Linked DNA regions of Arachis hypogaea: region 1 is linked to region 2. The links are chromatin contacts, called in public Hi-C maps. All regions are on one chromosome and are shown on one strand. Each heading gives the region's core, a stretch centred on a gene start, on an enhancer-like site or on the middle of the called end of the contact. The rest is flanking DNA. Distances are from core to core; before and after follow the strand shown. Region 1 has its middle 26 kb from the start of LOC112744322. Region 2 holds the start of LOC112744319 (rhodanese-like domain-containing protein 4A, chloroplastic).

Evidence for each region. Hi-C and Micro-C count contacts between places; a contact is called where the count stands out from the background.
Region 1: a Hi-C map of an unstated tissue shows a contact between it and region 2, with 5 times the contacts expected there. The contact joins the enhancer-like site here to the promoter of LOC112744319 in region 2. A contact is called at or near these places in 2 of 8 Hi-C or Micro-C datasets (leaf and an unstated tissue).

The regions. Positions count from the first base shown.
Region 1 is chr14:134,166,272-134,171,947 of arahy.Tifrunner.gnm2.J5K5, reverse strand. No RefSeq gene overlaps it. Among protein-coding and RNA genes, the nearest start is that of LOC112744322, 26 kb to the left of the region's middle. Within about 2 kb of position 2,442, at least 1 of the 3 cell types and tissues checked has open chromatin away from gene starts, as enhancers often do.
Region 2 is chr14:134,069,452-134,074,741 of arahy.Tifrunner.gnm2.J5K5, reverse strand. LOC112744319 (rhodanese-like domain-containing protein 4A, chloroplastic) reads right to left here and starts at 3,919. Exons shown (of 4, transcript XM_025793904.3): 1 at 2,863-3,919; 2 at 1,879-1,981; 3 at 1,380-1,631. The coding sequence starts at 3,566. LOC112744318 (TPR repeat-containing protein ZIP4) reads right to left here. Exons shown (of 5, transcript XM_025793903.3): 4 at 4,863-5,290; 5 at 3,929-4,719. The coding sequence ends at 4,099.

The DNA of each region.
Region 1 (5,676 bases), core at 1,193-3,692, 99 kb before region 2:
TTTGAATCCCGCCTTATGCATGCAATAATTTATTGGTCAGCAACAAATCTTTAAATAGAGCTCAGATTCGCGACGGATTAGTCATTAACCTGTCGAGTTGGAAAATACCGTGGACAACCAAATAAAAAAAAATCTTTCATTAATAATTCAGACCTTTTTATAATTATTATAAATTTTAGATAAAAACATAAATTTACAAACTAACTTGTTAGATTGAATTACAACCACACATTTAGAATCATTTTAAAAAGTTCTTTAAGGACCATTTTATACTTTTTTCATCATAGCCTAATCCAGATAACTATAACGGTGACTCTTTTAGAGAATCTTTTACGGTAACGTAAAAAAAATATATTTTATTTAATATTTATTAATTTTAATATTAATTAATAGATATTAAATAATACAAATTTTGATTAATTTTCATTTTTTTTTATTATCAAATATTTTCGTTCTTTTATTAGGGCATATAAAAATTTTCTCTTGCTCACTTTTACTTTGCCACATTTCTTTATCATCATCACATAAACTGATAAACCACAGGCAAATGAAAAATCATGGACCCAAAATGAATATATTATTCAGGATAATAAATTTTCAACTGCATAATATCATGACATTAGTGCAATAATGATGAGTATAACCATCCCCTATTATTTCCTACCAAGCAGGTTAGAAAAGATTGCATTGATTCGAGAATACCTCATGAATTATTTCCGGGATATATAGAGCTCAATCCTAACTGCCTCCAACAATATATTAATTAGAAATACCAGTTACTCTCTTTGATTATTAGAAAATATAGTATTAGGATATCTTAATTTTTTATAGTTATTTGTTTGTTAAGTCTATCTCTTTCTATAAAAAAGACTAAAATAATGTTTATGTGAAAAATCTTTAAAAAAAATTGATGAGTTAAAAATGGCAAAAGAGATATGTTAACAAAAACTTGGTTTGAGTTTATATAGTTTTTCTTCTTTATGCTAGATTAGCGCTTAAAAGGTTGCTAAATTTGGTGGGTTTAGTGGTTAAAATATGCAGGTTCAGGGATTTTGGTTTAAATATGCATAGGGGTATTTATGGATGGATCTGATCCGCATATCCGCAGTATTTATCCGAATTCGATCCGAAAATTGCGGATATGGATCTGATCCGCAAGGTTTTCGGATCAGATCGGATCGAATCCGCACACTAGTCGGATCGGATTGCGGATTTTGTGTTGGTATCCGCGTATCCGCAAAAATAAAGAAATAAATGAATAAATATTCTTTTTATGTTTTATTTCAACTAATAATTATCATATATGTTATGTTATTTTAATCTATTATTCAAGAAAAATATGTTTAATATTATTTTAAGAATAAACATATTTAAAAGAATAAAAAATAAATTTTATTGATATTTTTTTAATAAAAATAAGCTTTTAAAAATATTTTTGTATTTTACGGATATATCCGATATCCGATCCGATCCGCAAATATGCGGATCGGATCCAACCTTAAAAACTGCGGATATTGGATCTGATCCGATCTGATGATTTTAGTGCGGATCGGATCGAAATTTTAGCCATATCCAATCCGATCCGATCCGCGTTCACCCCTAAATATGCAGGTTCAGAGATTTTGGTTTGAGTTTATTGATTTTTCTTTACTTAATTTGAGTTCATAGGTTGTTGATGAATTAAATTAGAATTGATAGTTGTAATTGATTTATATATAGTAAAAATTTAACTATGATCTATAGTGGAGACAGAATGTAAGTATTATTGTACTTGGAGATTGAACTAAAATATATAATTGTGTTAATTTTTTCTCTTTCTCTCACTGTTTTGTTCTACATAATTAGAGATAAAATATAAAAAATCTGATGCATAATTTGTTTATTATACTTTGAATAAAAAGAGGTAAAATTTCTTAAGTAACCTTGATTTTACCCCTTTTCAAGATGAAGGAAAACCATTTCGACTGAAATTGAAAATCATGAGCAAGAAATAAGAATATATGCATTTTTCGATTTTGGACAAGATAATATTCATTTTTGGGTGTTATATGCATAAAAAAACATGTTTTTGCCTTTTTCGGTTTTCAAACTTTGTTTCTTTTTTTTTGTTTAACTCTACGAATTATTCTCAAGTTTTTGTTTCCGAAATTATTCCCAAGCTTTTTTTCATGCCAAATTCTGTACCTAATATTCATTGCATTTTTCAAATTGATGCTTATTCTTTTGTCAGCGAAAAACTTCTTTGTCAAAAACTTTTTTATATTTCACAAAGATGCAAAAATACAAACCTTTCTTTTATGGGCTTCTATGTATTGTTGGGTCTTAAAATTTAGAGGAAGTTGCCCAAAGCAACTAGATGATGAGAGTCAAACATCTCATCAAGTCCAAGACCAAAAATAAAAAAATAAAAAAATCTCATCAAACCCAATTAAAAAATAAAAAAAAATAAAAATAGGATGTTACAATATATTTTCATACAAGAGGAGTGGTAGGAGTAGGGCTGGCAATGGGTAGGGAAGGATAGGGTTTGGAGCCTACCCTAACCCTACCCGCGGGTTGAGAATCTTTCAACCCTAACCCTACCCGCATTCTAAAATTCTAAACTCTATCCTACCCTACTCTACCCGCAGAAATATCAAATTTTTCCAAAGTAAATATAAAATTCAATCATTTCGAATTTTATACATATTAATAACATAAAAAATAAAAAGCTAATGCTCTAAATTACTAAATTAACTAATTAGTTTTAGTAGTTGTTCACTTATTGTAAGTTATTACATAAGGGAGGTTGTGGGTTCAACTCTTACTTCTTTCATTATATACTTAATTTTTATAAAATATGTATTATATATGAGGTGCGGGTAGGGTAGGGTAGGGTACACCCTAAATCCGTATCCTACCCTACCCGCAAGCATACCCGGACCGTACCCTACCCTACCCGCAGTGGGTCGGGTAGCCTACCCTACCCGAACGAATTAGACCAGATTGAGTACTCGCGGGTAGGGTATGAATTGCCAGCCCTAGCTAGGAGACCAGTAACTTTTGTGTTTTGTAACCATCAATTAGCCATCAGTAGTGTTTTTAATGGTGTGAGATTAAATTCAATGGTATGAGATCATTTAATTTTCTTTTAATGGTTAAATACTGGCCAACTTTTTAAAAAGTTGGCGGCCCTAAACTTTTCCTTAATATAATACTAATTGACCCTATGATAAGTTTCTAGTAAACTTTTTAATTAGTACTTCTTTTTGTTCAAAATAAATGTCCAATTATAATTACAGATATAAATTCAATAAATATTAATATTTTAACTATATAAATTTAAATAAGTGTACAAAATTATTCTTATTAATGATTTAATTATTATACTTATTTACCTATTTTTTCCATTTTTATCCTCCTTTTCCAACTTTATTTTATACTTACTAGTAAAAAATTTAATTAGGTGAACAATTATTTTGGATTAAATAAAATTTTAACAATGGACAATTATTTTGGATGGGGAATTATTGAATAAGAAAATAATTAAATGATATATAAATATAAAATACCAAAACTAATTACAAAAAAAGTAGTTCATTCATCAAAATTAACCAAACCTTAAGTGAATTGGTAGAGTATAACTTCGTTAAAAACTCTATTTTCAAGAATATTTTTCAAATTATTTTTAAAATTACATTATAATATTGTCTTTATCATACATTTTTTCTTCTCTTCTCTTTCAACCATCATCACCATTATAACCACCATAATCAACAATGTCAATCCACACATCATTGTTATGGTTAAGGGCAGAACCGAAATTCTAGTATTATGGGACTAAATTTAAAAATAAAGTATAATTAATTTTTTTCAAATTAAATGAACTATGTTTTCATTTTAGTTTTTTTTTTTTATAATTATCTTATTGGTATATACAAAACTATTATTCAAAAAATAAAAATAGATAAATTTATATCACAAATCATGTTCATAAAAAGTTAAAAACTCATTCAAAAAAACTTAAAAATAAATAACAATAAAATATACAACATACAACTTTCCCATACGCTACTACTTAGGAAAGTATTTCAAGTGTACTATAACTCTAGATATTCTAGTGACTTTAGTTATTGATTTTTCAAAGACGTATTCTCTTTTCTTTATTTATTTTATACTGAAATTATTTATCTTGACTTTTGAAGATTGAACTATAAATTTGTTAGCCACATAGTAACTGATAACGATAGAAACTAAATGGATTGAGTCGAGTTTTGATTTTCACGAGTTTGATTTATACTGTAAATAGCTCAAATTTAGATCTGTTACTTTTTATAAGTTTTTTTCAGATTCAAACATAGTGTGTTTAAAGTTCGACAAGTTCAGGAGTCTATTTGAAAATTCTATTTCGTAAATTAGAATTCAAAAAACAATAAACTTAAAACATCTAAATTGACGACATTAAATAGATTTTAAAATTTATAATTCATAATTTGTAAAAAAGATCATTTATATATCAATTCTTAGTCACATATTGTAATCATACTTATAATCTATAACTTTTTTTTTGAAAAAAAAATTACGATCTTAATTAGTATTGCTTATAGATTTTTTTTTTAATTTTGTTTTAGATTTAATATAAATAAATAGTTGAAAAATCTAAACTAAGAATAACTTAGTTTCACAAAAAGTATTTTGAGAGTCGACTCAACGAATTTTGTAGACTTTTTTTAAAGTCTATCACCTAACCTTTTAAATTAATAGATTTTACAAAAAACTTAAATCTAGCATGTTAATGTTTAATAAAATGAGTCGAGTTGAGTCACAAATTTTTGTCGAGTAATCCGACCTACTTCTATCTCTAGTAACTGATGATAGTTTGATATATTATTATAAAATTATTTATTCTAAAAATTTAAGCCGTTAGGGAGGAAACATAACCGTTTTACATCTAACATAAATTCATCACTATCATCAACAATTCTTCAAGAATTATTTAGAAATAAAATTTCTTTACAATGTTAATTATAAATTTGATATAGAAAAATAATGAGTGATGATTTAAAAAAAAAAAAAAAAAACTAATAAGTGACAAAAGGGATATATTTGTTGTGATAAAAAGAGACACATGGATGTCCATTTATGATTTGAGTGGCTAACTTTTTCAATATTAAAGGAATTACTTTTTAAGACAAATTCAAATAAATGAAATTTAAAAATGAAAGTTTGTTACATATATAAATAAGAGAAGCTATGCTTGAAACAACACACAGCAATATATGCACACTACCACATATAATATTAGTGAATATATATGAATCATCTCTATTATATTGACATAATAATATTAGTGAATATTAATATTAAAGTCTTCTATTTATATTTATTTTCTCTTTCTTATTTATTTATTTATTTTAGAAGATGCTATCAGCACAAAGCACAAGACTCTGATCAAAGTTTAGAAAGACTCCGGTAATAAATTTTTATTATGTCAAAACTTTCTCATCTTGAATTTAATTCTCTTAATATATCTGGAAACAACTAATTATCATGGATATTAAATGGCGAAATTCATTTTGATCCAATGAATCTTGAAGATACCATTAAGGTTGAAAATAATGCATAGATTACACATCTTCTCCTGGTGTTCGCCCTCATCCATGTCATTTCGAAACCTAGTGGACACAGGTCTTCCAG
Region 2 (5,290 bases), core at 2,670-5,169:
TTTCGAGCCATCCAGCTGTGCTCAAGACATAGGAGCTAATGTTAATGTTTAAGTTTAGGGTTTAGGATTTATGGCGGGCCAAGACTTGGCCGCCTGTCCTGCTGTCCAAGAAGGTGCAAGTGCCACTCTAGTCATCCAGGAAGACTCATGGCCAAGTCTGGCCTACTTTCCTACAATTGCATGGTGTTCTTTCTCTAGGGGTGTCCGCGGATCGGATCGGATCGGATATGGCCGAAAATTCGATCCGATCCGCACAATTTCCATCGGATCGGATATCGGATATATCCGCATAATTAAACCTTCTCTTTTTAATCATATTTCTATGTAAAAGAATTCGATAAAAATATTTCTTTCATACTTTTAAACTTATTGATTCCTAAAATATTTTTAATCAAACTCTCTCTAAATAACAAAAATAAAATAATACAATAAATGAATAATAATTACTAACTAAAACATACAAACAAGTAAATACAATACCAAACATATATATATTTATTTATTTTTTAATTATTATAGTGCGGATCTACGGATCCGCGGATCAGATACGCGGATGTAGAGCAGATATCCGCGATCCGATCCGATCCGATCCGATCAATTTGCGGATCGGATCGTATCTGCAATTTTCGGATCAGATGCGGATATTTACCGCGGATCTGCGGATACGATCCGATCCATGGACACCCCTATCTTTCTGCCATTTGAATCAACTAACAAACATTGATTGGAATTGGAATTGTCAATTGTTCATTCCCTCAACCGAAAATGCAGTCATGCAATAAGGTTATTCGAAGGGAAGCAACTAGAAGATTCATATACAAAGAAAACTAAAAAAAAAAAAAAGAGGTAATTCTTAGTCCTGCATTAGCATATATGAAATAATATAGGTTTCTACCAATGAAGGGTTGGTTGGAGTATTAGTTGCTCATTCCCCTTAACCAAGTAACCTGGGCTTAAAAGAACCATTGTCGGAAGGATTAAAACACCCCATAGGTCCGATGAACCGACGGGCTTCACCCTAAAATCCATCTTATGATCCTTCCACATCAATCTTCCTGATTCTCTTTCCAATCTCTACAGGTAGTCATTGTATGTCATCTAATACAACAGCATTAATAACATCACATAGGTAAGAATTGAGCTGTGCCTAGGGTTATTTACAAATCCAATCTTGAAAAATGTTAATACAAATCCCTAGGATTAGTTATACTTCAGTAAACCAATTCAATGTCAATCTTCAAAACCAAGATAACATTAAGGCCTACAATGCTATTGCTAATTTACAAATCTGCTAAACAATTAAAATATGTTACAAAAATTGCAGAACTCAGCAATCAACATGCATTTTAGCACGAGAGAGAGAGAGAGAGAGAGCATACATTGGGATAGGGAGAGGAAGAAACTACTGAACTGATTTTCCCTTCTGGAACAGACTCTTCAGACCTTTTCACATGACCATTCTCTTTTTCTTGATTTCCATCTGCAGGAATATCAGGGGTTGAGGCGCTCTCATAATTACTATCATTTTGCTGAATGGCTCCATTTCCATTTGCACCGACTTCTTGTGAAGCTTTTTTCTTCTTCCTTCTTTTAATGTGCACTGATGGCGGCAAAAGGCTATCCTGTATAGCCTGTAAGCACAAAGATCAAGTAAATCCTGATTTTCCAAAACCAAATACAATCATTTCTCAGTTAACTCAAGTTGAAGCACAGTATGGAATTTACTAAAATTTGATTTTGGAATGTCATATTTAGATTGTTCTATGTATTGTAATATGTAAGAATGTCAAGTTACGTCAAATTTGAATAGTTTTCGCAGGATGTACTGTGCATTTAGCTAAATAAAACAACATGCAAAAGAGAAGAGAAAGGTCATACCATCCACCCTTGCTGTCCTCTAACTCCACCTCTGATCGCATAGACCTCTTTGAAGCCATTCTTGAATAGCAACTCAGCAGCTTTCAATGAATTACCGTCAAAACTACCTTCCACTCAAAAAAGAGAGAAATGAGAAAAGTTGCTAACATGTATTATATAATGTAGGGTAAAAGAAATGAAAATACTTTAGTCAACAAAGTGACTTATATAATCTTAGTTAAGAATCTTTCCGTAAACAGATTTTTATTTATTTTTATTCTTTTCCAATCCTTGATTTGAAATGTAAAATGTGAAGGAGAAGACAATATAACAGAAATGGCAAACCAAATCTATGATTAAAACAGATCATCAGCTTATTGCTGCACTTGAATTTTGCAGCACTTTCCAAGCAAGATAACCAGAGTTTGAATCAATCAACTATGCATTCATTCACAATAATATATTGAAAGATGAAAAGGAGAAATTTGAGAAATCAAGTTAAAGGATACAAGCTATTATTAACTGCAAACTCCACACAGCTACATTGATGTTATAATGTTCAGTCATAAATTATGTTTAGAAAATTGGATTTTATCATGCAAAGTCAACAAAAAGGTTGTGTCACATTAAAATAAAATCATTCTGAGACTTGAGAGAACAATGATTAGATAACTGGAGTTTTATTCTCCAAATTATATCCAAATTCGCCAAAACACACAATAGAAGCCACAGAGGGGTGTATCTTATACAAAATATAAAATGAAGATCTGCACCAAAATTTATTATATCCCTAAATGACGAAGAAAAGAAAAATGAAAACAAAATGTTAATTTATTATTTAAACATCTTCGGTAGCTAAACATGTTAAGCATATCTTATATCTACTCACTAGTGTCATCCATTCCTGTAAATGCCAAATGAAAAAAAAAATCTTAATATCTTGATCACACAGATTGTACGTGATGCAGAATTCAATTTGAATTACTTTTCTATGAACCCTGTTACCTGTCCAAAACACAGAGAACAGTGTTTGGAGGTTCCTTGAATCTCCCCAAAACCTTCTTCACAAACCCATCTTCGTTTCCCTCTGTGAACTCAACCTTCACCGCTTCCTTATTCAACAGTTTCAAGTTGGGGGACCCCAAAAACTTCACATTCTTTCTGTCCCTGATATCCAAGAGTTGCGAATCAGGGTCATCCCTTAGTTTCCTGAAAGCATCAATGGCTGACACAAACTTGTACTTCCTGAAATACTCTTGTGCAATTGGTATAACAACAAGCCAAATGAAGGTAACCCCAGCAACAAAAAATGGGTATCTGTTGAAGAAATTATCAATGGAGACCAGAATTTCTTCCAAGTTGATTTTGCCTGCATCTGACTCAACTAAAGGGGATGATGCTGCAGCTTCGTCAGCAAGGGATGGAAGAGAAGCAAAGAGGTCAATCACAGTTAATGAAAAGCAAGATTTTGATAAGAGATTTTGGGGAAAGAGAAGGTTTTGAAGTGAGCTAGGAGAATGGGTTTGGAGTGTGGAAAATGATATATTCTTGCAGGGTTGAGGAGAAGATGTAGAGGATTGGGGTGAAGAGTGTGGTGTGTGATGGTTTGAGAGTAAAGAGGAGGCTTTGAAGGTGGGGAATTTCTGGGTTTTAGGGTGGTTTTTGTTGAAGAGTGGATAAGAGGAGAGGAATAGAGATGGTGAATCCATGACAAGGGAGAGAAATTACATACACAAGGATAGAGATAGGGCTTACTTTATGTGTATCTTATCTATGTTATGAACATAAAATATATGTCCTGTACTTGAACACATTATTTTATTCTATTCAAAACTCCTTTCTATATCCGGAATTCCAGAGGGGATTTTATAATTTAATTTAAAATAAAAAATACAAAAAAAATAATCTAGACAAAACATAATTAGTATGATTTTGATGTTTATTATCTGTGTAAGAGTATAAAAATATTACTTTTCTTTTAAGTAATGAAAATAGTTGTTAATTCTTAATTGTTAGGACAAAAATCAGCCAATTTTACTGTTTGGTGAAAGAAAACCCCCCCAAAATAGAATTCTAGTTAAATTCTATTTATAAATCTTACGGAACACTAACAAAGCATAAACACCAGCTATTTTTTAATTTATACACTCCTATTCTATTAGTCCTATATGACTTCCTTCCTGTGCAAGATGTATAGAGTTTTTTCAATTGTCAGAAACTGGATTTTAGATTCATTCCATATCAAGGTTTCTTTTCCAATGTGCCAAGGAGATCTTCCATGCATGCTTTGTAAGCATCCATCCCCGAAACATGCTTTGCAATGTCTAAGCCAACAGTCATCCATTTCTTGCCCAATTCAATCTGACCCAACCGCACTGGCACTGCTGCTCGGTTCCATGCAGTCATAGCTAGCCATTTTCCTTCTTCAACTGGATACTCATCTTCCTTCAAACCAACCATTATCCGGTATGCTTGTTTGTACATGCCATACACAAGATCATCGTCTGTATCGCCCTTGTGAATGCTGGCGATGGCTATAAGCTTGCGAACAACAAGGGCAACGTTTTGATAATCTGGAGTCGATGATGAAAGGAAAGATGAGAGGCACTCATTTAGAGCAAAGGTGGCTACTTCATGATTCGACCGCACACCCTGGGAGGCATAGAGGCCTATCTGAAGGAGGTGGTGGGGTTTGCAGGCCTTTGAATTGGCGAAACTTCTCACACTGAGGAGTTGTGAACCTAAATCATTCAGCCTGCCTTGTATGTCATAAGCACAGAAAGTGTATATGAAAAAAAGTTCAGGATCAATGGTATCTTGATCATCGCTGAGTGAGTTCCCAGCTGTAATTGACTTCAGCATCTGCATACACAACAGAGAAACAAGACAATATTCAACAGGATTCCAAATTAAAACAAAACCAAAAACTAAATACTCTCCAATGTCTACTTATTAGCATAGTACACTTAATGAAATAAAAAATAAAAACCCCTCAAATTTCATACCTGCCCGGCTCTTTCTAGCAATGGTACAGCTCGCTTGACTTCATTTTCTGACATAGCAGCCTCCCTTTGAAATTCTAAAGCTACCATTGATGATACAGAAAGTACTAGTGACTTACAAACCATGATATTGTTCTCAGTGGACCCTTCAAGTAGGGCATAAAAATCTGATGCCAATCTTAAGAACTCAGCAGATAAGTCATAGTTCTTATCCTTCCCTGTTTTTGAACCAAGGTTCCAGGAAGTCACAGCAAACCAATTCCGTTCCCGTCTTCCAACCTCTTCTTTTCCAAAGAAACAATCAGGACCAAGATCAGATGCCCGGGTATGAGCGTGTTTTAAGAATTTGAGGACTTGTTGCTCATTGCCTGGTTCTTGAGAGAGGACTGTTACCAAGGTGCGAAGGACTGTTACTTCTGTTGTTGGCATGG